Linked DNA regions of Sus scrofa: region 1 is linked to region 2. The links are chromatin contacts, called in public Hi-C maps. All regions are on one chromosome and are shown on one strand. The core of a region is the stretch at or near the end of the contact, and the rest is flanking DNA. Distances in the headings are between cores, read along the strand shown.

Region 1 (4,770 bases), core at 124-2,623, 60 kb after region 2:
GTGAGATGCTTCTCCTCCTAGAGCCTGGCGCTTATGAAAAGGGCAAATTGGAGAAATCTAGAGTCATTGAAAATAGGTAAAAAGTAGCCACTCTGAAAAAAAGTAAAAAAAAAAAGGAAGCAGTAAAGTATAAGCCAGGATTTTCCTGTTGGGTTAGAGAATTATTTATGTGAGAGGAAATAAATCCTAGAGAGGTTAACCAACTATTGAATAATATAAACAAGAATCTTCAAGCAGGTATTGTGGTATTCTATGAGAAACGGTTAATCACAAAAGAATTCATTCTTTCTCTAAAGAATGGACTAGAGTCCTAGCCTCAATTTACAGAAGGGAGGGTTTAAATTAGGCGTTAGGAAGACTTTCTGAACCCTGAGGACCATGAGATATTCGTAGGACAATTGCTAGGGTTTTGCTTTAAAAAAAGTGTCATGGAGTTCCCACTGTGGCACAGCAGGTTAAGGATCTGGTGGTGTCTCTGCCACAGCTTGGTTTGCTGCTGAGGTTCGGGTTCTATCCCCAGCCTGGTGCAGTGGGTCAAGGATCCGGTGTTGCTGCAGCTGTGGCATAGGTCGCAGCTGTGGCTCTGATTCGATCCCTGGTCTTGGAAACTTCTATATGCCATGGGTGCAGCCAAAAAGCAAAAAAAAAAAAAAAAAAAATGGTGTTGCTCTGTTTGGATTATACGTGTAGACCCACATGGAGGTGGGGGTGGCGCCAGGGGACCATCCCCTCCCTCATCCTGCGGGCCCCCAGGTCCTGTTTGCCAGCCCTTCTCCAGGTAGGGTGTGCGTGCAGGGTAAGCATCTTTCCATCACCAAAGGAGCTTTCTTGAAACACACAGTTTCTCTTTCCATAAACCTCCCTGGGAGTGGGGAAGGAAGCTTGGAAAACTTCCCCTGGTGATTTTGTTCTGTCCCTTTGATTGAAAACTGCTGCTCTCTGCCACTGGCAGTTGAGTCAAAGCCAGGGAGCCCTGCAGTCTGCACAGCATGTCCAGGCATCTGTGCCCGGAGTGTCCTCTGAAGGCTGTGATGCAGAGACAGCGAGGCTGCAATGATCCTTTCCTCCCATGTTGTGGGAGCAGCAGCTGGTGGATGGAGCTGGAAAGTCACACAAAGCTGAACCTCCCTCCTCCCCTGTCTCACCTCCAGTTGTTAAGAGGCTGTCTTTGGAGGGGCTTTGTTCTGTAACCTTCCAGCTGTGCCTAGAGGTGTCCTCTGGTCTGAGATCTTGTATCTTAAACACAACACAGGAACATGCATTCCATTATAGTTTCAAAAAGCTGAATGCCGTTTGGCTTAGGGTTTGGTCTGTGAATAGGTCAAACCAGGGGCTGATGTGGCAAAAATGCTAGTCTTGTGCAATATTGTCCAATAAGCCAGCAAGGCTTTTGCCTCAGCAATGAAGAGGCCAGCTTGCCTGGCCATCGGAGGAGGAGGCTTGAGAAGGATTCCCATTAAGGCATTGAGAGGGGGAGGGGAGCTGTGTGGTCTCATCTGTTATGAAATCTTCCTCACACGCACCTCCAAGGGTTCTGAAAACACCAGAAGTGGAGTTCCCGTTGTGGCTGAGTGGGTTAAGAACCCAACATAGTGTCTGTGAGAATGCGGGTTCGATCCCTGGCCTTGATCGGTGGGTTAAGGATTCAGCACTGCTGCGAGCTGCAGATCTGGTGTTGCCATGGCTGTGGTGTAGGTTGGCAGCTGCAGCTCTGATTCAACCTCTCTGGCCCAGGAACTTCCCTATGCTATAGATGTGGCCATAAAAAAAAAAAAAAAAAAAAAAAATGCCAGAAGTAACTACGTTCTAAGAGTGAGGTTGACACAGAAGGAATTTGTGTGACTGTATTTATTTCACTCTATCAGGGGACAGGTAACCAAGGAAATGACAGGGGAGCTTGATTTCTTGTCTGGAGCAACCAGCCTTACTGTGGTGATAGCCACAGACTGGTCCCCAGTGCCAGTGGCCATCTGCAGACCATGTTCTAGAATCAACCACATCCATACCCCATCCCTGTTGTAGGATGAATCCCTAAAAATGATAATAATAGCTACATTTTTTTGGCTGTGCCCTCAGCATATGATAGTTCCTGGGCCAGGGATCGAACCTGTGCCACAGCAGTGACAACGCTGGATCCCTAACCCACTGAGCCACCAGGGAACTCCAATAGCTACCTTTCTTGAGTATGCTAGGTTTATATCCTTCTGGCTTACATCCATTTTCTGTCGTCTTCAGAAGAACCCCTCAAGGTGAATGGTAGTAGTGTGCTTACTTGCCAATAGAGAAACAGGCTGAGCAGGTAGGCAGCTTGCCCAAGACCACATAAGCTGATAACCAAGGAGGCAGGATTTATCCTTTTTTTTTGTGTATGTGTGTGTGTCTTTTTAGGGTCACACACGCTGCATGAGGAGGTTCCCAGGCAAGGGGTCCAATTGGAGCTGTAGCTGCTGGCCACGGCCACAGCCATAGCCACAGCAGCACCAGATCCAAGCCACGTCTGCGACCTATACCACAGCTCATGGCAACACTGGATCCTTAACTCACTGAGCAAGGCCAGGGATCGAACCAGAGTCCTCATGGATTCTAGTTGGGATCGTTAACCACTGAGCCATGATGGGAATTCCCAGGGAGTCAGGATTTGAACCCCAGCCATGTCGAGCTCCAAAGCAGATCTTTTTTTTTTTTTTTCCCAGTATTTCATGCAGCAGCTACAATACTGTCATGTGGGAGGACATTGCTTACAGTCTTACAAGTTCATGGTTTTCCTTTTAGTGCATTAAGTTCTAGATCATGTTCCAAAATTCACAATTAGACTTTCAACAAAATGTTTTTTCCTCTGTCACTGTCATGAGAGAAAGGAAATATTTTTGAACAATAGCATATTGAATTAGGCTCTTTAGTTTAGGAACCTTATTCAGAGTCCGGACACTTGTCTGCATATGTTTCTAACATGTATTTGCCCATTTGATGTTAGCAGGCCCCAGGCTCAACTACCAACCCCAGGAGAGCGAGGGGAAGCCCATGTTTACTTAGGAGGAAGGTCCTGGGACCATTCCCTAAAATTATGCACAGAGGAGTCCCCTGGTGGCTCAGCAGGTTAAGGACCTGGCGTTGTTACGCCAGTGGCTCTGGTAGCTGCTGTGGCACAGGTTCGACCCCTGGCCCGGGAATTTCTGCATGCTGCAGGCACAGCCAAAAAAACAGTAAAAAATAGATGTTCCCATTGTGGCTGGGTGGGTTAAGAACCTGGCTTGGTGTCCCTGAGTGTGCAGGTTTGATTTCTGGCCTCCATCAGTGCGTTAAGGATCCCGTGTTGCTGTGGTGTAGGTTGCAGATGTGGCCCGGATCTGGTGTTGCCATGGCTGGGGTGTAGGCTGGCAGCTGTAGCTCCAGTTTGACCCCTAGCCTGGGAACCTCCAGATGCTGCACTTGTGGCCCTAAAGAAAAAAGAAAAAAAAAAAGATCCATTTGTGGGCCAAGTGCTTTGTATTGTATTAATGTTTAATGATGTTTGGACAGGGTTTGTTTTTTTTTTTTTTAAGTCTGTATTTTTAAAAAAACTTTGTTGCAGATATCAACGAGTGTTCAGAACAGCCTGCGGTGTGTGGGAGCCACGCCATCTGCAATAACCACCCAGGGACCTTCCGCTGCGAGTGTGTAGAGGGTTACCGATTTTCAGAGGAGGGAACCTGTGTGGGTAAGTACTGTAGGTGACTTTTTCTTTTTTTGTCTTTTTAGGGCCACACCTACAGCATATAGAAGTTCCCAGGCTGGGGGTCTAATCGGAGCTACAGCTGCCGGCCTACACCACAGCCATAGCAAGGAGGAATCCAAGGAGCAATCCATCTGTGACCTACACCACAGCTCATGGCAATACCGGATGTTTAATCCACTGAGCGAGGCCAGGGATCGAACCTTCATCCTCATGGATCCTAGTTGGGTTCATTACTGCTGAGCCACAACAGGAACTCCAGTAGGTGACTTTTGAAAATGAGTATCCATGTGGCGGATATCAGCGCCTGTCTGAGTGTTGTTGCCACCGAGATGGAAGGTTCCTGGCTCTGTTGTTGGGAGGGCAGTTAACAAAGGTGAATCAGACTTCATTCCTTCCCTCTGACTTCCTGGAGAGCCCCATGGACAGTGTTATTATCTGCACTAGTAACACCTTTCCCTTCTTAGAAGACTCCTTTTAGTTCTTTTTAAACTATTCAAAAGGCTATTAAAACAATTAGACTTGTTTCTCCTTGTACTTAGTGGCCTTGGGATTCACGGTCTGAATTCTTCCTGATTTACATCTAAAATTCCCTTTGGGGCCTATCTTATAGATTTCAATTTTATAAGCCACTGATAGCTTCTTAGCCTATCAGTTTAGAAGCGAAGGCTATTCATTAGGCTAATTATGCTTTTAGGTTGATGAGGAGGGTGGGCCCGATTGTTTGAATTGTCCCACTTTTTCGACCTTTCTTCCTGATTGAAAACAGATTCTTCTTTTACTGCCTGAGTGAACCATTTCCTTGCCCCTTTCTCACTGTTTACCAAACCCTAGCAAGCTTTCTCTTTGCTCTGCCTTGAAACTCAGATGAGGCCGCCAAGGCCCCGGGGTGAGGTGGTGTCTCAAGGGCAGGAGGGAACAGGCCGTTCTCATATTTGGAGTATGACCCAAACATCTGTGAACTTGAGACATCAGTCCCCTTTGCACAGAGCTGAGATTGCAGCTCTGCTCAAGTTACTTCTTTTTTTTTCCCCCCAATAGAGAACAACAATTTCTGT
Region 2 (5,075 bases), core at 2,339-4,838:
ATTGTGGCTGGCTATACTACTGCAGATATCAAATGATTCTTAAAAATACTGTTGAGGAGTTTCCTCACGGCCTAGCAGTTAAGGATCTGGGGTAGTTATTGCAGTGGCTCGGTGTTGCTGCTGTGGCATGTGTTCGACCTCTGGCCCAGGAACTTCCACATGCCGCAGGTGCAGCCAAAAAAAAAAGTACTATTGAATTCTCAAACTGTTGAGTTTTATTAATGTGCACACAGCACTGGTCACAGCATTGTGACCTTTGGAAAAGAAATAAACACATGATCCTTGTCCCGAAGAGCTTACATCTCGGAAAAAAGCACATAACACAACTAGAGAAAAACACCTCGCTATTAAATACACTTAGAAAATGACCAGCGTGGGAGTTCCCTAGCAGCCTAGAGGTTAAGGATCTGGCATTTTCCCTGCTGTGGCACAGGTTCGATCCCTGGCACGGGAACTTCTCCATGCCACAGTGTGGCCAAAATAAAATAAAGTGACCAGAGCAAAATATGATCTGGGAACTTCCATATGCCATGAGTGTGAATGAAAAAAAATGTAATCAAATATCATGTGATGAAGATGATCACAGTAAATATACTTGCAACTATAAATTCTAAAGGAGTGGCTGGCACCCAGCCCACATTGTCCTAGCAGGAGGCATAGCACCAGGCAACCTGTAGTAAGTACAGGGCTATAAATAGGAAATGACAGATTGTTTACAGTATATACTAAAGACAATACTAATGAAATTAGGAAACAGAAGCATATGTAAAAATAGAGCATGAACACTGTATATAAACAAGGGAGCAAATACATTTTGTGGATAGAAATCAAAGGAGAAAGTTCTCCTTCTACAGAAAAGCAGGAGGGGGAGTTCCCGTCATGGCTCAGTGATTAACCAATCCGACTAGAAACCATGAGTTTGCAGGTTTGATCCCTGGCCTTGCTCAGTGAGTTAAGGATCTGGCATTGCTGTGAGCTATGGTATAGGTCACAGACGCGGCTCAGATTTGGCATTGCTGTGGCTGTGGTGTAGGCCGGCAGCTACAGCTCTGATTAGACCCCTAGCCTGGGAACCTCCATATGCTGCGGTAGTGGCCCTAGAAAAGGCAAGAAAAAAAAAATGCAGGAGGGTTCGGTAGAAAGAACATTAGTTTGGTTCCAAATCCTGGCTCTTCCACTAACTGTGAAACCGGGTGCAAAAATTTTGCAAATCTCATTTCCCCTATCTTTGCTATAAAACTACCAGCTGTGCAATCGTTACTAGTATTAAATTCGCATCTACTGTTGCTATCCGTGTATGGGTTAAACATGCCACTATGTAATGTTGTGTCTGTCTAGAAAAGGGATTATGAGCTAATGATCTTTATATCTCGAATTCCTAATAGAGGGTCTGACTCAAAGTGGATTCTTAGTAAATGCGGAAATAGTGCAAATCATGAAAAATATACATTTAGAGAATAATGATTTTTTTGTTTTGTTTTGTTTGCTTTTTAGGGCTGCACCTGCGGTGTATGGAAGTTCCTAGGCTAGGGGCTGAATCTGAGCTGCAGCTGCTGGCCTATGCCACAGCAACGCCAGATCCAAGCTTCCTTTGCAACCTATACCACAGCTCATGGCAACTCAGGATCCTTAATCCACTGAGTGAGGCCAGGGATCAAACCCTAATGGATACTAGTCGGGTTCATTACCACTGAGCCACAACAGGAACTCCCAATAATGACAGCTTTACTACTAGCCAAGTACTTAACGTTGTGCTCAGCTCTGTGCTAGGAGTATTTCATGGATCGTCTTAATTCTCATAACAATCCTTTGACTGTAGAAAGGAACAGCCCTTGCAAATGAGGAGGTCATAGAAACCTGCCCAGGTTCACAGGGTGAGTAGTAAAAGCAGAGCCCAGGCCTCAGCCAGCCTGGACTCCAGGCTACTGTGAACAGGCTATGTGGGGAACTGCTCTTGCTTCTGCATTAGCTGAGTAAAGTTCCATGGACCAATAGGAGTTTCAGAAGCCATCTGAGTACTAAAAAGGCAGAGAATTCGTGAGAGGGGTGAGAGCATTCCAGGACAGGCAATGGCTTCTGAGATGGCTCTGCTGTCAAGCAGAGGGTAGGAAGGAGGGGAGTGTCTGGGTGCAGGCGGGAGGAAACTGGCTGAGCACACACTGGAGCCCTGGGAGCCATGCAGGTGAGCAGAGAGGAGCAGATGTGCCTCTGCAGGGAGTTCTCTCTGTGGAAAAGGGCAGAGCTGGAGCCCAGAAACTCAGAGACAGACAGTGCAGCAGCTGAGGATACTTAACCGCACGGACTAGAGTCAAGAAGTGCTTCTGGAGCTGAACGGAGGAGGCTCTGAGCGAAGCAGTTCTGGGAGAGAAATGAAGGAAAAGCCACCGGATTTTGCAGCAGATTGCAGGCAGCATTAGTCACTCTTTAACATCAAAAGAAAGAAATGTAGCAATACTGAGGCTACCATGTAGTGGCTAAGGTCATCTTAGAGCTGGACCACCCTGGGTCCCATGCAGGCTTCCAGCTATGTGACTGTAGCAAAGTGATTTAACCTCTCTGGGCCTCTCTGTCCCTCTTCTATAAATGGGGGATGGCTTTGTGATTGCAAAACGATGGTGCATTTCACTGGCTTTTTCTTCACATTTTCTCCTGGTTCAGGACTCCTGCTCCCTAAATATTATAGAGAATTTGCTATTATTAGAAAAATTATCCCAAACTGGGTCCCAGGCCCTTAATTTTAGCTGGTGAGAGGCAACGGAGGATACCCTGTTGATGCCTCCAAGTTAACAGGTCTGACATCAAACACCTATCCAAACTCTCAAAGTTGCAGCTCCCATTCCCCAACTTTAAAAGGCAGGAGAGGTTGTGCAATCCTCCAGGTTCAAAACTTTCCAGCCAGTTTAAACTTTCCTCCTTTCCCCTTCATTTCTTCCCAGTTTCCACCTTTTCTTTCCTCACTACTTTTTTTTCCCCTCTCAATGGTCCTCTGATGACCTCTGCCTCTTCTTTCAACCCACCGCTAAGTTAATGATCAACCCATTATTCAGGACACCACTTACATCACCTATCTTCCTTTGTCAAGAACACTCCCGCCAGTGTTAGAAGAGATCAGGTTCCTAGGTTTGATAGTAAAGGATTTACTTCAAACAGGACTCCTTCCCCCAAATTCTCAAGTGAGAGATGGCCCCTTGAATCCACCCAGAGCTCACGCCCTCCAGCTTCCAGAAAGTTCCTTCCCCAGACCCCTGGTGGAACTCTATCCCTTCCAGAAGACCTGGTTTGATTCCCATATCCCCAAAGTCGCTCTCCTGGACCAATTATTCCAGTCCTAATGGCACGTAGGGAGCACACCCCACATAACATTGAATAATGTCATACACTCAAGACTTTGTCTCTGCGTGTTGGCTCCTATTTCTGGCCGAACTTCCACTCAAGAGTTAAGAGAACGGATGGACGAGTAAATGGCCCTGCTCCCTTCTTGCTAATCCTCAGCACCCACTATCCCCTCTTCCTACCAGAGTCTGACCATGTGAGGGGAATCCGACCTCCGGACGCCGCCAAGCAGCGTGTCCCCGAATCCAGAGCATTTCCATGTTGCCGGGTCCCCATGACTTAGCCCAGACCCGAAGACAATGGTGAAGAGCTCAGCGCTCTGCTCCCACCTCCGGGAGGGGCCGTTCGATGGGAACTGGGTTAGTTTCAGGAACCGCGGCCACCAGTGCCCATTACCCCGCCGTGAACGAGGGCGCTTCAGCCACAACGGCGAGGGGATTCTGTGTCTCCCCTCGCCCTCCCCCTCACGGCCATTGGGTAGCCTCTGCTGCGCGCCCTGTGGACGGGGCGGGGCGCCTCTCCATCTCCCCTCGGTTCCCCTCCCCTCCCCTATTTCCCGGGGTGGGAACTTCGGGAGACCGGAGGCGTGGAGGGGTTGCTGAGGGGCGTCCGGTTACATCTCCGCCTTCCTCAGCCTCCGGCCGCCGACCCCTTGGTTTGCGGGACAGCAGTCCGGCAACATGTTGGCCGCAATCCGCTGGAGCCAGGCTGCGTGGACGCTGGCGCTGCTGCTGCAGCTGCTGCTGGCGGGGCCCGGGGGCTGCCTGAGCCACCAGGAGCTCTTTCCCTTCGGTCCGGGACACGGGGACCTGGAGCTGGAGGCCGGGGACGACCTCGTCTCCCCAGCCCTGGAGCTGAGCACAGCGCTCCGCTTCTTCGACAAATCCAACATCCACTCGATCTACGTGAGTGCGACCCCGGGCGGGAGGTGGGAGCAATCTGGGGGGAGAGCGTGGAAGGCTGAAGCGGCGTCGGAAGGAAGGCCCAGGCGGGCTGGGGGCGCCAACGAAGCCGGACGGACGTGGGCGTCGTGGGCGGGGACCGCGCGACCAGCTAGCCTCTGGGGCGCGGGGTGCGGCGCTCGGTTTCCAAGCCCCCGTGGGCTTTCCGCCTCCGCCGGGCCTCCGACGCCTCCCCGCAGCCTGTTCGCTGTCGCGAGAGGGGCACTCCGGTCTGGGGAGCTCGCCCCGTCGGCGCCACCCCGTGTGCGCCCTGTCTCACTCCAGGACCCCGCGACCCCACACTCTGGGACCCGGGCGGAATTTCCTCTCCCGCGGCTGTGGGCAGCTGCGCCCGCTGGGAAGCCCGTCCGCGTCTTGTCTTTGCCTTCTGCCTTTGAAGGAAAGGAGATGGTCTGGTTGGGACCAGGCGTGGGGCAAAGGCCAGAGCTAGGTCGCAGCTGGCGCGCGGGCCCTGGGACTCCAGTAGGTGCTGGGGCAGGAAAAGACCGCCAAAGCCGGCTCTCCGCCCCCGGGGAATTTAACCGACAGCCCGTGCATTTGTGTATGTGGACTCCGGATATGTCTTGGCAATGATTCTGCTCTCTGGTTGAGTTTTTTTTCACTCCAAAGTTCAGGGCTGGGAAAGCAGAGCGCCCTGGTGATCCAATTTCCTGTAGCCCAGCACTGTCACCATGGGGGCCCCAGAAGGGGAGCGGGCCTGAGCCTTTTCGCTCTCTGGAGCCTTCTAACTGGCAGAGCCTGGGTACGCTGTCAGCTTGGTAAAGTCCTTTCGTGCCATTG

What was found. Hi-C and Micro-C count contacts between places; a contact is called where the count stands out from the background.
Region 1: a Hi-C map of embryonic fibroblasts shows a contact between it and region 2, with 3 times the contacts expected there. The contact joins the enhancer-like site here to the promoter of NID1 in region 2. A contact is called at or near these places in 9 of 47 Hi-C or Micro-C datasets (embryonic fibroblasts, fetal heart ventricle, heart right ventricle and 4 more) and 1 of 2 datasets of contacts at active chromatin or transcription factors (skeletal muscle).

Annotation. Positions count from the first base shown.
Region 1 is chr14:55,297,633-55,302,402 of Sscrofa11.1, forward strand. NID1 (nidogen-1) reads left to right here. Exons shown (of 20, transcript XM_021073758.1): 10 at 3,572-3,697. Among named protein-coding and RNA genes, the nearest start is that of NID1, 61 kb to the left of the region's middle. Within about 2 kb of position 1,374, at least 15 of the 83 cell types and tissues checked have an H3K27ac peak or open chromatin away from gene starts, as enhancers often do. A contact at or near this core is called in embryonic fibroblasts, retroperitoneal adipose tissue and subcutaneous adipose tissue, where this site is marked.
Region 2 is chr14:55,235,739-55,240,813 of Sscrofa11.1, forward strand. It overlaps NID1 (nidogen-1), which reads left to right and starts at 3,589. Exons shown (of 20, transcript XM_021073758.1): 1 at 3,589-4,238. The coding sequence starts at 4,014.